Linked DNA regions of Mus musculus: region 2 is linked to region 1. Evidence: chromatin contacts called from public HiChIP or PLAC-seq data. All regions are on one chromosome and are shown on one strand. The core of a region is the stretch at or near the end of the contact, and the rest is flanking DNA. Distances in the headings are between cores, read along the strand shown. Region 1 holds the start of Zswim5 (zinc finger SWIM-type containing 5). Region 2 overlaps Zswim5 (zinc finger SWIM-type containing 5).

The links. HiChIP or PLAC-seq counts read pairs in DNA pulled down with a chosen protein or histone mark.
Region 2: an H3K27ac HiChIP or PLAC-seq map of neural progenitor cells shows a contact between it and region 1, with 2.9 times the contacts expected there. The contact joins the enhancer-like site here to the promoter of Zswim5 in region 1. A contact is called at or near these places in 3 of 39 promoter capture datasets (embryonic stem cells, hippocampal neurons and liver), 2 of 15 datasets of contacts at CTCF or cohesin (CD8 T cells and the NIH/3T3 cell line), 3 of 484 Hi-C or Micro-C datasets (cerebral cortex, forebrain and nephron progenitors), 7 of 115 datasets of contacts at active chromatin or transcription factors (embryonic basal ganglia, embryonic stem cells, kidney and 1 more) and 3 of 9 other capture datasets (adipose tissue, embryonic stem cells and pancreatic islet).

What each region holds. Positions count from the first base shown.
Region 1 is chr4:116,875,387-116,878,917 of GRCm38.p6, reverse strand. It overlaps Zswim5 (zinc finger SWIM-type containing 5), which reads right to left and starts at 1,516. Exons shown (of 14, transcript NM_001029912.2): 1 at 855-1,516. The coding sequence starts at 1,458.
Region 2 is chr4:116,926,431-116,929,961 of GRCm38.p6, reverse strand. All of the region lies in intron 1 of Zswim5 (zinc finger SWIM-type containing 5), which reads right to left. Among named protein-coding and RNA genes, the nearest start is that of Gm22092, 5.7 kb to the right of the region's middle. Within about 2 kb of position 1,716, at least 24 of the 459 cell types and tissues checked have an H3K27ac peak or open chromatin away from gene starts, as enhancers often do. A contact at or near this core is called in cerebral cortex, kidney, liver and 1 more, where this site is marked.

The DNA of each region.
Region 1 (3,531 bases), core at 267-2,766:
AATACTTAATAAGATTAACAAACTAACTAGACGCTCAAGAGAACGAGTAGATTTTTTAAAATCAGTTTCCATTTTTGTACAAACAAAAAGATAAAACAAAAGCGAATACGAGGACGCGTTAAATGAAAGCATTTGAAACATCCAACGTGACTGGCTTTTGATTTACCCCAGTCTGACAAGGAAGGCAGACCCCGCCCCCACTCCAGATTGTGTAGCTTTTTTCCCCCTTTCCCATGGATGGGGGTGTAGAAAAGAGAAGCTGTCACATTTCCATCTTCCGTTATTGTTAATCTGCAGCCTAGATTCCCAGGCATCACTGGTCGGGGGGAGGGATATTAAAACAGACAATTTAAATTGTCTAAAATGCACAGTATTCTGTTGCTTTTTCCGATGTGAAAGTTAATTACACTCAGATTCAATCTGCTATAACTACAGATTGACTGTGACAGCCTGTCCCTCAAACATTCCCTCTAAAACCTATTGCTCCCTTTCCCTCCTTTCCCTCTAAACTTAAATCAGTAAAACGCGTTTCGAAAAGGGCACATCACACGGTTATTCCTTTAGTATGAGAGTATAGGGGGGAGAGAGAGAGAGAGAGAGAGAGAGAGAGAGAGAGAGAGAGAGAGAGAGAGAGACCTACTCGCTCTTCAAACAAAAAGAAAAAGAAATAGGGCAGCCGGTAGGGGAAAGAGCAGTAGTGGACCTGAAGGAAACCTTGGGAAAAGTTTTTTATGCCACTTTTTTGTCCTTGGCGGGGATGCCGGAGTTGGGCAGAAAGCCTGGGTTTTGACCCAGGGCTTGGGAAGGCACCTGCAGAAGAGGCAGGGGGCCGAGAGGGGCCGGGCAGCACCTACCGACTTGAAGCACGTTCTCCACGGAGCCGCTGTCCAGCAGACGGATGCCCCGGCGGAACGGCAGCCCCTCGCCGCCGCCGCAGCCGCCGCTCGCCGTTCCAGTCCCAGCGCCCAGCCCGGGGGACGAGCCCGCCCCGGCGGCCCCGGGGGCGGAGCCGGCCGGAGCGGCGGCCCCGGGGGGTGGCGGCGGCCCCTCCTCGACCGGCGAAGCCCCCGCCGCGCCGGCAGCCGCGCCGGCTCCCGGGCCGCCCCGGTACTGGAAGCTGGAGTACATGCAGATCTCCCGCTCATTCCGCGGGAAGGACCAGTAGACGATGCGGCGCTGCACCGGCTCCGGGATCCGCTCGAAGCGCTCCTCCACCCGCTCGTACGCCCACTTTTCCGCCACCGTCTTGGCGGCGCAGTCCAGCAAGGACTCCGGCTGCAGGTGGGGGCGGGCCCCGGGGGCCAGGCAGCCGCCGCCGCCGCCCCCCGCCCCTCCGCCGGCTGCCCCGGGAGTCCCGCGGGGGTGGTGAGCTTGCGGGCTGGGCCAAGAGCACAGCCTCTTGGCCGGAGAGATCGGCGGCGGCGAAAGCAGCTCCTCTCGCTCACCTCCTTCCGCCATTGCTGGGGACTGACTGACTGACTGATTGAGGCGGAGGCGGCTGCTCGGGCTGCGGCGGAGACCCCAGCCACGGCCACGCGCCCCGCGCAAGCGCCCAGCGGCGGCGCTGTGGGGAGGGGGCGGGGCGAACGAACCCACGAGCCCGCCGGCCCGAGTGGGAAGCCGGGGCGCCGGTCCCGTGCTCGCGCCGCTCGGGCCGGCGCTGGTTGGCCTGAGGACCAGCGCGAGGCGACGCGCGCCGTCCGGGGCCGCCGCGGGCGCGAGGAGACGCGGGGGCGAGCACAGACTGCGGGCGCGCTCCGGGCGCAGCCAGCCCGGAACACAATCCGAGCGCTCGTGCGGGGCCGCGGGCCGCCAAGGACGAGGAGCGCCCGGCACCAGGTGCCTCCGGCGCACCTGCGGGCGGGCGAGGATGGCCGCGTGGCCAAATGAAAAGACCCGGCCGCCAGCTGTCGCCATGAAGTAACAGGCTTGAGGGGCATGAGGAGAGGAAACAACTCCAGTGAGGCTCCTGCAGCAGACAGAACGGACAAGCGACTGTCGCAACCCAAGGGGCACCAACCAAGCAGAAAGATGCTAAGAAGGAAGCCACCGGGTGGGAGTAGAGGGTAGAATCAAAAAGTTCGCGGGATGAAAACTCTCCCCGTGTCACAATATAGGACAGCATCGGCGTCCCCGCCGGCTCAGAAACTGGCTAAGTCCATCAGCCAGTCCGAACAATGGGGCGCCAGGACCTCACTGCTGAGGCAGCAGCACCCTCGTGGGGTTCTTTGAGGGGTTTAGCACCTTGCATCCTACAGGGGGCGGGGGGGGGGGGAGGAACCAACACTTTTGTGTAGTTTCTGATAGAATTCTCTGATCCCTTACCTCGGGTTTAAATTAGGATTTTCATGTTTTTCTTGTCCGTCTTCTATTCATTCCCCTGAATTTACCTAAAATTTAATGCGTCTTTTGTTATTTGATGTCTAACTGCCTAACTCCATAACAATGAAGGTCATGTCCATTTTCTTCACTGTGGTGTCCCCTCACCCAGGTACATTAGTGGGTACTCACGAGTGACAACTTCAACAGTAACTTCTTCATAAACACGGAGTTGTGACATAATCACTACAACTTTTAAAAAGTTCCAGGAACTGTATTAGAAAACATCCTATAGCTGAGTTCAGCTAGAGAGAGTAGTACAAAGAACGAATAAGAGAAGGTAGACTGCAGCCAAATTAGTTTGGTTTTGCAGTAATCTCTGAAGAAAAGAGCTCCGGCTATAACCTAGATGTGAATCGCTCTTAATGGTCGTGTGGTGCTAATCACGACTCATGATTTGTAAAAGGAAGCTGACAACAATATCTGTGCATATAGCATGTAAGAATTAAATATGTGGTCAATTGCTTCTTTCATAAACATTTTCAAAAATAATATTTCAGAAATAATATGATATTATTTCTGCAAGTATAATTGAATTATTATGAAGTATCAGTCTCTGCTTAAATGAATCTTAAATGAATCACCTACCACAGTCATGGGCTTTCATAATGCCCATTCTTTTCAGAATTGTGTGTGTGTGTGCGTGCACACGCACAAGTACGCCTGTGTGTGTCTTCTTTAATGTCAGTCTCCTTGACTCCACTAATAGATTTGTAAAGACAGAAATCATTTCTAAGTAAGGGATGATTATCACCTGCCATAATTCTTAAAAAATGAAAGTTGCTTGAAGAATATTGAATTTTTAAAATAGAAAGGAAAATGATGATAGACAATAGGGAAGAAAAGAACATTTGATTTTGAATCAGCCAGTGTGTTACTTTGATTTAATCAGTTGTTGACAAGCATGATTAAAAGACCATGAGACAGGAACAAAAACTGTTACTTAAACATAGTAACAGTAAAGTTTGAATTAAGCAAAAAATTTTGAGGACACTACAAAGTAAAAGAATAGCATATCTGAGCCTGTGTTCCTGGTGGTGAGGACCCGGGTGACCAACAGCTTGTTGAGCAACATGCCTAAGGTTTTGTTTTTTGGTTTTTGTTTTGTTTTGTTTTTGTGACTACTGTGGTACGTGTCTTTTTTTTTTTTTC
Region 2 (3,531 bases), core at 467-2,966, 51 kb before region 1:
ACACAGAGAAACCCTGTCTCAAAAATATCAAAAAAAGAAGAAAAGAAAAAAGAAAAAGAAACAAACAAACAAACAAACAAACAAACAAAAACCAACCAAAAAAACCAAAAAAACTGTTAAGTAGATCCTATTATTGTTTGATAGATGAATAAACTCACATGTAGTATAGATTACAGCTAGTAAGTGATATGAAAGTTACATGGAACATATAAATGACACAGAGGTTAGGAGTGGCCAGTGGTATCCAAGGAGTCTGGGAATGGCACAATTTCAGAGAATTGATTTTGATATATACTGAGGAGTTACTCCCACATTCTAAGCAGAAGGACCAATATATGCAAAAGTTGCAGTAATCATTTCATTTTGAATGCCAAAACATCATATTAAGCCATATTAGGTTTATATAATACAAACTAGTAAAAAAATATGTAAATTTCACAGATGTGAGATAAAAGACTCCAATAAAAGAGGACTTCTAACTCTGTTTTCTTCTCATAAAATAAGAAATTTGAGGTGAGTTACTATTTTAAAGCTATTTTATTACATTTAAAGTTGTTGTATGCATGGGCTGGGGTGGTTTGCACACATCTCAGCATGTGTCTTCTGCCATGGGGTTCAAAGTCAGGTTTTCAAGCTTGCCGGTGGGTGCCTTTATCTGTGGAGCCACTTCAATGGTCACAATTTTGTTTTTCTGAGACTGGGTCTTTCAGTGAGACTTACAAGTCTTGGAGTTTAGGCTAGGGGCCAGCAGTTAACTCCAAGGATTTTTCCAACCTCCCAGCACTGGGATTACAAACCTACTTTTTATGTATTCTGAGGACTGGATTTAGGTCTTGGCAATCCCTTGTTTATTTCTGTTTCTTCTTGTTTTTGTTTGTTTGTTTTGAGACAGGATCAATTACTGAACAATCAGACTGGCCTTGAACTCACTATGTAACCAAGGGCAACCTTGATCTTCTGATTCTCTTGGTTCTGCCTCATTAACAATAGGGTTACAGATGTGTTCCACCATGACAGTTTATTCAGTGCTGGACACCTGAACTCAGGATTAAACTCAGGTTGTCAGGCTTGGCAGCAGACCCTCAACCCTACTGAACACTCCCAAGCCCACATTACTATTTTTACTGTAACTCTGGATTAACTTCTGTCTTGCACCCCTTTGGTTCTATTCTGTTACAATTGGCAGTTAAATTGCTTATGGTGAAAGCTAAAGACTTTGGAATTAGTTGGGAAAATAAAACTACCATTTATAACATCACTTCTTTGGAAAAATAACTTTTAAATGAAATATGGCATGTAAAGCAATTGTTCTAAAAATGTGGATCCTCTATTCAAATGTATTCTAAATGTCTGTTCAGAAGGAAAGAAAGAGACGGGTCCTTTAAAAATATTAGACTTGGAAGGAGCTGTGGGCCTTACAGAAAAGTTAATGAATAATCTTTTGTGTCTAATGCCAATTAGCTTTTTATAACAGTGCCAACCTTCAAAGAACAGGAAGTAGCTGAGAAGAATTCGAGACAAAATTTCTATGCAGGCTGTAAAAAGCAGCAAAGGGTAATCTCAGAAAAAGAATGATTATGTAAGCAAAAACACTTCCTTTCCTATCCAGTTCAAGTGAGAAAAAAGAAGGATGCTGAATGATATTGAGAGTCAAGCTAAACCTGGCCTGGGATAGCAACAGAAACAACCTCTATGAGAAATCTACAAAAGAGCACTGAGCAGGACGCTTGCCTGGTCCTGGTGTGCTCTCTAGGACTGAAAGAGAAACACACAGAATGCACTCTTCCTCTTACCCTTTACAAAGGGCGAGGGGAGCTGAGCACAGTGGTGCACACCCTTGGTTCAGCACTCTGGAGAGAAAGGCAGGCAGATCTCTGAGTTCTGGGTTAGCCTGGTCTACATTCCAAATTCTAGGCTAGCTGTAGTTACATAGAGAGACCTTATCTTAAAAAACAAAAACAAAACAAAACAACAAAAACCAAAACCACTTCTCATTAAACCAAAAAAAAAAAAAAAAGTCAAAGCTAAATTACAATAGCAAAAGTCTTGTGATGAAGTATACAGGTATGCTGAAATGTTCTATTTAACATAATTTTAAAAAAAGATTTATTTATTTTACTTATATGAGTACACTGTAGCTGTCTTCAGACACACCACAAGAATGCATCAGATCCCATTACAGATGGTTGTGAGCCACTATGTGGTTGCTGGGATTTGAACTCAGGACCTCTGGAAGAGCAGTCAGTGCTCTTAACCACTGAGCCCTCTCTCCAGCTCTATTTAACATAATTTTATGTTTTATTCTAAAGCTCCAGATTACATGCTAATTTTTCCAGGAAAAGCTGTTTAAATTTTCCCTTTACAAACGAACCTGTAACCCAGCTAACAATGTATTCTGCAACCCTATAGGAGGAACAACAATATGAACTAACCAGTAGCCCCCAGAGTTGAGTCTCTAATTGCATATGTAGCAGAGGATGGCGTAGTCGGCCATCAATGGGAGGAGAGGCTCTTGGTCTTGCGAAGATCATATGCCCCAATACAGGGGAATGCCAGAGCCAGGAAGCAGGAGTGGGTGGGTTGGGGAGCAGAGCGGGGCTGGGGGAGGGTATAGGGGGCTTTGGGGATAGCATTTGAAATGTAAATGAAGAAAATATCTAATAAAAAGAAGAAAAAAACTTAAGGTAAAATGCTGGGATTATAGGCATGTGGAAAATATTCCTAGTGATGCCACATGGACACATCATACCTAGTATGTATTTTATATTCAAGCAGATTGCCTTCCTCTACCCCACCTGGCAAAATCTCTCTAAATGGCTTCACCATTCACCCAAGTCCTCACCTGAGAAATCCAGGATAAGCCTGGGAGTGTCTTCTCTAGTCTTTCAACTACATCATGTTGAGTCTACCTCAAAGACAAATCACTCCTTTTGCTTTTCCCACTGCTCCTGGCAGCCCTGATCTACTACTGAGACTGCTGCAAGAGCCTCCCAACTCTCTCTCTCTCTCGCTCATTAATAACTTAAGTCATAAGTACCTTTTCTTTATTTTTGAAAGGATCTTATTATCTTATTGTATCTATACTGTATCTCTTACTGTAGTCTATACTGAGCCATTTTCTACTAGGTAGCTAAACTGATCTTTGACATAAATTAAATTAGATCATGGGAGAAAATATAAGCAATTACTGTGCCCTATAAGTTACTGTCCAAAGTATATAAGAAACTTCTACAAGTCAGTAGTAAAAATGGCGCAATTAGACCATAAAAACTTTAAATAACCAATTTTCCAAAGATATGCAAATAACCAACAAGCAAGACCGTCACTCAAGAACTACAAATGACTATGGACATGATCATACATGTGTGTAATTTCAGCACTTAGGAGACAGGCAGGAGCATTAGAAGTTCAAGGCTAGCCGGGCACACACACACACACACAAACCTGTCTCTCTGTATTTCCTCTTTCTTTTTTTTTTTTTTTTTTTAAAGATTTATTTATTATTATATGTAAGTACACTGTAGCTGTCTT